Linked DNA regions of Mus musculus: region 2 is linked to region 1. Evidence: chromatin contacts called from public promoter capture Hi-C data. All regions are on one chromosome and are shown on one strand. Each heading gives the region's core, a stretch centred on a gene start, on an enhancer-like site or on the middle of the called end of the contact. The rest is flanking DNA. Distances are from core to core; before and after follow the strand shown. Region 1 holds the start of Tep1 (telomerase associated protein 1). Region 2 has its middle 15 kb from the start of Rnase9.

Region 1 (3,617 bases), core at 728-3,227:
AACATATGCCTAGAAGAAAAAAAACAGGTAATGAGATGCACTAGAAACATATCAACTCCATACTCATCTGTTTGTGCCAGTGATAGGCAACAAACAAATATTTCTACTTCTTAAAATTATGTTATTGTTATTATTATTATCGTGTGTGTGTGTGTGTGTGTGTGTGTGTGTGTGTGTGTGTGTGTGTGTATTGAGAGAGGGAGAGGGGAAGACAGGTGTGTCTATAAGTTTGGCCATGCGTGTCACAGCATGTGTGAGGCTGGAGGACAATCCTTGGGAGTTGGTTCTCTCCCCCTACAGTGGGATGTGGGGATTGAACTCCAGTGGTCGGTATTGCAGTGTTGTACAGCCATCACTTTTAACCATCTTGCTGCCCCCCCCCCTTTTAGATTTATCCAGGCGTAATTCTAAGGGGACAGGGGGGAAAAGGGAAAGCAAAAGCTTAGAGAGAAGCCTGGCATGGCATAGCGGTGACCTGTCTAGAATCACAGCTGAAAAGGAGACCATAAGAACATGGAGGCCAGCCTGGGCTACATAGCAAATTCCAGGTCCACGTGAGCACTGACACTCTCTTTCTCAAAAGAAAATGTGTCTTGCTATTCCTCTCATGTCCCTGTACTACAAGGAAAAAAAAAAAGTAGTGAGGGCTGGGCTGGCATACACCTGCACTCCCAGCACTTGAGGCCGAGGCAGAAGGGTTAGGAGTTCAAAGGTCATCCTTGGCTACATAGCAAGTTAAAAGATCAAAATCACCCTGGAATATAGGAGACTTTGTCCAAAAAAAAAAAAAAAAAAAAGGTGGGAAGCTAGAAAGATAGGTCAGTTGATAAAACATCTAGATGACAGTAAGGCTCAGTAGTCTATGACTGTAATCCCAACACTGAAAGGCAGGCAGATTCTTACATCAAGCTGGCCAGCCAGCCTACCAAAAGTAACTCGAGAAGCAATAGAATAAGACACCTGGTGTGGAGTTCTAGTCTCCACATACCCGTATATATATCCGCATATGCACATACTCTTGCACACACAAACAAACACATACACACATATACACACCCAACGAGTAATAAGGAATTTCAGAATTAATCCAATATGTATGTATGTATGTATGTATGTATGTATGTATGTATGTATTGAAACAAGGTCTCACTAAAAAGGTCTGACTGACCTGGAACTACTATACAGATTCCAACTCACAGAGAGCCACCTGCCTCTGCCTCCCCAGTGCTAGGATTAAGACATACACAGCCACATCTGGCATAATCCAAGAGTGAAAAACAAGTTCTCAATTAAAATTTTAAGTTAACAGAGAAATAAAGACATGTAATTTTTTTCCTCTCTGGAGTTTATAGAGATTCTGATTAACTTCTGAAAGCTTAAAAGTTCTTCCCCAAGTTCCAGAGATAACTGGTATTGATAGTTTTATACTGACATTCTGTGTATACACTAGTTTGTATGTATACCTGCCTCCACTCCTACCCCGGTCCCTTTTCTTTGGCCTTGCACCTGAAGCCATACTTCAGACGCTATTCTTTTCTTAGGAAGTCGTGGAGGCCTACCGCGTTGGCACCTTAGTGTCCATTACTGTTAAACGTGTCAGTCTAGTGAGTTTCTGTTGCCAAAAGTGATCACAACACTCTTCATTTGTTACAGTCACTCCCTCCTAGGATTCTTTAAGGCAAAAGGAACCCATTCTCTCTGAGCATCTATCCCTCCGCCCCACTAAGGCCACCCCACCTCCCTGCCAGCCGCCCGGAAGGACTAAGCGGCTGCACCACGCTCGCCCAGAGGTCCTTCCGGGAGTCCAGCTGACACAGGTCTCGGCCAGGGCTCTACCTGCGCTCAGGATTGGAAAAGCTGTGCGCAATGAGAGGCGCGTTGGTTCTCCGCAACGGGGAGCAGAAACCGGCCTGGGTCAGCCAGTGGACTGGTTGGAAGCAGAGAACTGAAAGAAAACCAACACCCTAGTGAGGCCAAGGGGTGAGGCTGGGCGAGGGAGGGGCGGGGCTGGGGGCAGGGCGGGGCTGAGGGCGGGGCTGCCGCGTGTAGGATATCGCAAATGCCGGGATTATAGGGTTGTGCTAACCACACCCGGTTTGATTTGCACAGTTTAGGGATTTATACTTCCGGCTAGGCCAACTTTACCAACCGAGTTGTATTTCCACCCAATACAATCATGCTCTGATGCTATTATGTATCCTGAAAATACCCCAGAGGCTTATGTGCTAAAATCATGCCAGCCTTGGGCAGCTGTTGGGAGGTGGTGAAACGTTTAGAAAGAAAGATCGCTGAGAGTGTGCCCTTGGCTGACCTTTGAAAGTCAGGCCCCTTCTCTCCCTTTTGCTTCCTTTCATCCACCATGAAAGTAAACAGTTTCGTCTGTCGCCACCCCACTCAATCCCACTCCACCCCATCCGTGAACTGCTTTGCCACAGGCCAAAGCAAGAGGGTCAAGAGATCCTTGACTGAAAACCTCTGAAAATATGATTCAGAATGGTGGCACACACATGTAATCCTAGTACTTAGAAGGCTCTGGCAGGAAGATCAAAGAGTTAACTCTACTCATGCTATTTGAGTTCATTATGTTATCTTTTTGTTACTGCGACAAACTACCTGAGATAATAAACCAAACCCTTTTGATTGTTTCTTTCTTTTTCAGACAGGGTCTCTCTATGTAACCCTGGATGTCCTGGAACTCACTGTTTAGACCAGGCTGGCTTCTGACTCACAGAGATCCGCCTGCCCCTGCCTCCCATCTCCTGGGATTTAAAGGCATACCCCACCACCAACCACCACGCCCAGCAACAAATTTTTTTAAATTTTGATTTTGGGGATTTGGGCTTTTATTTTTAGACAAGGTCTATCTATATAACCCCAGCTGGCCTGCAGCTCACTATGTAGACCAGGCTGCCCTCTAATGGCTCAGAAATGAAGAGAATCTGTTTTTGCAGAAGGCCTAGGTTCAGTACCCAGCACCCACATCATGCCTCACAACCATTGGTAACTCTAATTACCCATGGTGACCTCTTCTAAACTCCAAGAGCACTTGGCATGAAGGTGGTGCACAGACATACATAGAGGCAAAACTCATAAATACAAAGTGGAGTGTGTGGGTGGAGGTCTGTTTTGTATGTAAATTACTACTAGCCAGGTAATATACCCTTATAATTCCAGAGATTTTAAAGGCTGAAGCAGAAGGATCTCAAGTTCAAGCCAGATTCCTTAGGGAGCATTTGCCTCCATAAAATAAGTAAGTGAGTAAATAAATAAATATAAAAATGAAAAACCCCTAAAGATAAATAGTAATTTTAATAGATTTTGTTGTAGTTCCGAGACAGGATTTCTCTGTGTAGCCCTGGCTATCCTGGAACTCAGTCTGTAGACGAGGCTGGCCTTTAACTCAGAGATCTGCCTGCCTCTGCTTCCTGGGTGCTAGGATTAAAATGCATGCCACCATCTCATAGCCCCATGGATTTTTAATGTGCATGAATGACTGGCAGAATCATTCAAAGTTGTAAGCACAAGAATGCCCCTCACTGTAGAAGTGCTCTGCACAGTTACTAAGGGTCTAGCACTCTTAAGTCCCACCTACTAAATATTAAATGCTAAAAATTATC
Region 2 (3,617 bases), core at 542-3,041, 160 kb after region 1:
CAGTGATCATTGTTGAGTCTGGGGCTCAAGAGTCATATAGTAATTGGCATTTGCTTTGAGACAAGGTCTAGCTTTATATCCTTGGTTGGTCCTGAACTCAAGAGTTTCCTGTATCAGTTTCCCAGTGGTAAGGTAAGACATACACCTCGTGTCTGATTTTCCACTGACTTTTTTTTTTTTTACATCTTTTTCCCCATGGTGATTTAGAGGAACTGTCTTGAAATCAGTAGAAACATTTTATAAACACTTGACCATTTTGTAGTCAGTAGAGTGCATTTGTTTCTCACTAAGCCACAGCCTTTCAGCAAAACAAAACAAACCAGTAAATTTAAATAAGGGAAGGTAAAATGAAATAAAGCAAAGGTTTGTGTGTGTGCGTGCGTGTGTGTGTGTGTGTGTGTGTGTGTGTGTGTGTGTGTGTGTGTGTGTGTGTGTGTAGTAGAAGATACCACTTTTCAATCTAAGAAAAACCCTTTCACAGCCTAGGTCTCCTGCTTCTGTTTGTACCTCTGTGAAGCCATGGATTGATGGGAAGGGGTTTCATGGATTGATGGGAAGGGGTTTCTGTAGCTCTGATTCTTTTTGTTAGTCCTCATAGTGCTTACAAGAGGAGCAGGCTGCCATTTTCCCCCTGAACCTGGGACCCTTCTCTTTGCCCCCTCTTTTTCCTCATCATTTTCCCTCATTTCTTTCAGAAAGCTGTATCAACCTTTAGAGAGTTTCATGTGCTTGATACCCACACCCTCTTGGCAAGAATCTTTCCCTCCCTTCGCCCGTTTGTCTGTACCACATGCCAGCAGCGCACTGAGCCACACTGTGGACTGCTCTAGCTTGGCATAGTGAAATTCACGGGACATTTCTTTCTGAACAGTGTCCATTCTCTTGATTTCAAGACTAACTCCCTTCTTCCTCAAGATACACACACACACACACACACACACACACACACACACACACACACACCTATATATATACACATATATACACGCATATGTTCACATATACACACATATATATACACATATATACATATATATACATATATGTGTATATATACATATATATATCACATACGCACACACAGAATAGCTCCATGTTTTTACAAACACATAGAGAACATGTTTCGAGAATCTCTCCTCTTCTCCCTCCTTGCTTGTCATTTTGGCCAACTACTGGAAGACAGTTGCTTTAGCCAAAAAACTGTGCATTTATTTAAGTGCTCCCTTTTAGACTTATGAAACAATAGCTCTCTAAGTAATGCAGGATATTTAAATGAAAAATTGTTAAGTTTATTTTCTAGTCCCTTGGACATCTCATTTATTTATTACTTTGTGGTGCTGGGGATTCAAACACAGAGCCTCACTCCTGCTAGGCAAATACTCTACTGAGCTTGACCCTAGTTCTCATGGTATGTGTATGCATCTCATTATATAGTTCCAAGTAGCCTGGAACTCACTTGTAACCCAGGCTGGCATATAACTCATAGAGTGATCATCTGCTGCTTCTGCCTCCAGAGTCACCATGCCTGACTCACTTCGTATTTTATAAGTGCTACCTGCAACAAATTATGTGGGCAATTAGTAAGCAAATCGTAGGGACTTTGCAAATAAAAACAGGAAAGAAAAAAATCAAGTATTCTTACCTTCCCATAATCTTGCTGCGCACCTAGCTTAGCCTTTTCTTTAAAACACAAATAATTAAATGTTGCTGATATGACACATGTGCATGCATGCATATGTATACTTGAAACTTTAAGATACCAGGTGCGGAACTGTTTATGATATACAGCACCAGGTGGCGCTAGTGTATCAGCCTTTAACTAACTGTGAAACAGCTTGGCTCTAACAGCATCTGTGTATCATGATTTCTTAATAAAGTTGAGTATGCTGGTACTGATGTATTGAAACTGTACTGAAAAGGCCAATACTTATAATTCCCTGGATGGTGGAATATGATTAGCTTTTATATATTAACTCTTTTTACTCTTTAAAGTGAAAATTAGTATTTAAATGATGAAAAATAATATTATATTTATATAAAAACAGTTGAATTCAAATTCATTGCTACAATAAATGTGCCTCAATATTTGAAGGGAAAAGAAATGCGGACAGCAAGGCACCATGCTTATTTCTCTGCTGCTATATTAAATTATTATTCCAAGTTATTATTACAATCAGATTTATATCACACTAAAAATGAGATATACTTTCTTCATGTCCCTTCTTCACATTTAAAGACCTAGGCCCTTTGAATTGCTTTTAAAGACTGATAATTCCCATTATTCTGGGTTATTAGTCAGTTGGACAAAGACTGGGGTTGTCTGGTAAGGCAGAGTCTCAGTTGAGAAACTGCTTCCCTCAGGTGGCCTGTGGGCATGTCTGTGGGAAATTTTCTTGATTAATGGTTGATGTGGGAAGGCCCCGCCCACTATGGGCAGTTCCATTCCTGGCAGGTGGTCCTGGGTTATACAGGAAGCCAAGCTGAGCAAGCCATGGAAGCGAGCCAGTGACCAGTGTCCCCACCATGGCCTCTGTGTCAGTTCCTACCTTGGATTCTGTCTTGGCTTCCCTAGGTGATGGACTAACATGTAAGCTGAACAAACCACTTCTTCCTGAGCTGCTTTTGCTTGTAACTGTGTCTGGCTTTCAGTTATCATACTGGGGAGTGTGGCAGTATGCAGGTAGACATGGTACTGGAGAAGGAGTTGAGAGTTCTACATCTTTATCCACAGACAGTAAGGAGGGGACTGTCCATACTGGGTGGAACATGAGCATATATATGACCTCAAAGCCAGCCTCCCCAGTGACACACTTCCTCCAATAATACCATGCCTACTTCAACAAGGCCACACCTCCTAATAGTGCCACTCCCTGTGGCCAAGCATCCAAACACAGGAGCTTATGGGGGTCATACCTACTTAAACCACCACCACATACCATTTCTGTGCCATTTTCAGGATTGGTGGTGTGTGGTGCGGTTCTTGGACTTGGCTATGTCTGCATGGTAATGTGCAGTTCCTGAACCACCTGGGTCTAGAAGAGAAACAAACAAACAAGCAGAACGTTGTTCTTGGTTTTTCAAGACAGGCTCTCACCATGGAGCCCTGGCTGCAAACAAGATATTTTTACTTAAATACATTTATTTGCATATTTATTTATTGTATGTGTGCATGTGCATGCTTGTATCACAGTACTGCTTAAGTATTCTTAGGGAGGTCAGAGAACAACTTGAAGGAGTTGGCTGTGTCTTTCCATCATGGAGATTTTGAGGACTTAACTCCAGTCATAGGTTTGGTGGCCAGTACCTTTATCTGTTGGGCCAAACCTGGCTCAGATCTTCCTGTTTTAATAGGGAATTAAAATGATATAGATACACCTTAATGTTTTTTCTCATCTAACTTTTTATTTTCCAGGAGCAACTACAGAAATGTTGATGATTTTCCCTCATCAAGTTCGTGGTTTTTATTAACAGTGCAGCTATCATAAAATGTGTGTGTGTGTGTGTGTGTGTGTGTGTGTGTGTGTGTGCGTGTGTGTGTGTATGTGTGTGTGTGTGTTATGAATTCTTAATGGTATATGGTAGCTAGACAGATATCAGCAGGCTTGAAAGTTGTCTTA

What was found. Promoter capture Hi-C pulls out the DNA fragments that hold promoters and counts their contacts.
Region 2: a promoter capture Hi-C map of pre-B cells shows a contact between it and region 1, with 3 times the contacts expected there. The contact joins the enhancer-like site here to the promoter of Tep1 in region 1. A contact is called at or near these places in 12 of 39 promoter capture datasets (the C10 cell line, the HPC-7 cell line, cranial neural crest and 6 more), 2 of 484 Hi-C or Micro-C datasets (beige adipocytes and embryonic fibroblasts), 4 of 115 datasets of contacts at active chromatin or transcription factors (the SCID.adh cell line, bone marrow-derived macrophages, embryonic stem cells and 1 more) and 2 of 9 other capture datasets (adipose tissue and liver).

What each region holds. Positions count from the first base shown.
Region 1 is chr14:50,868,577-50,872,193 of GRCm38.p6, forward strand. Tep1 (telomerase associated protein 1) reads right to left here and starts at 1,978. Exons shown (of 55, transcript NM_009351.2): 1 at 1,837-1,978; 2 at 1-9. It overlaps Gm26782 (a long non-coding RNA gene), which reads left to right and starts at 1,720. Exons shown (of 3, transcript XR_874615.2): 1 at 1,720-1,980.
Region 2 is chr14:51,025,135-51,028,751 of GRCm38.p6, forward strand. No RefSeq gene overlaps it. Among named protein-coding and RNA genes, the nearest start is that of Rnase9, 15 kb to the right of the region's middle. Within about 2 kb of position 1,792, at least 6 of the 459 cell types and tissues checked have an H3K27ac peak or open chromatin away from gene starts, as enhancers often do. A contact at or near this core is called in pre-B cells, where this site is marked.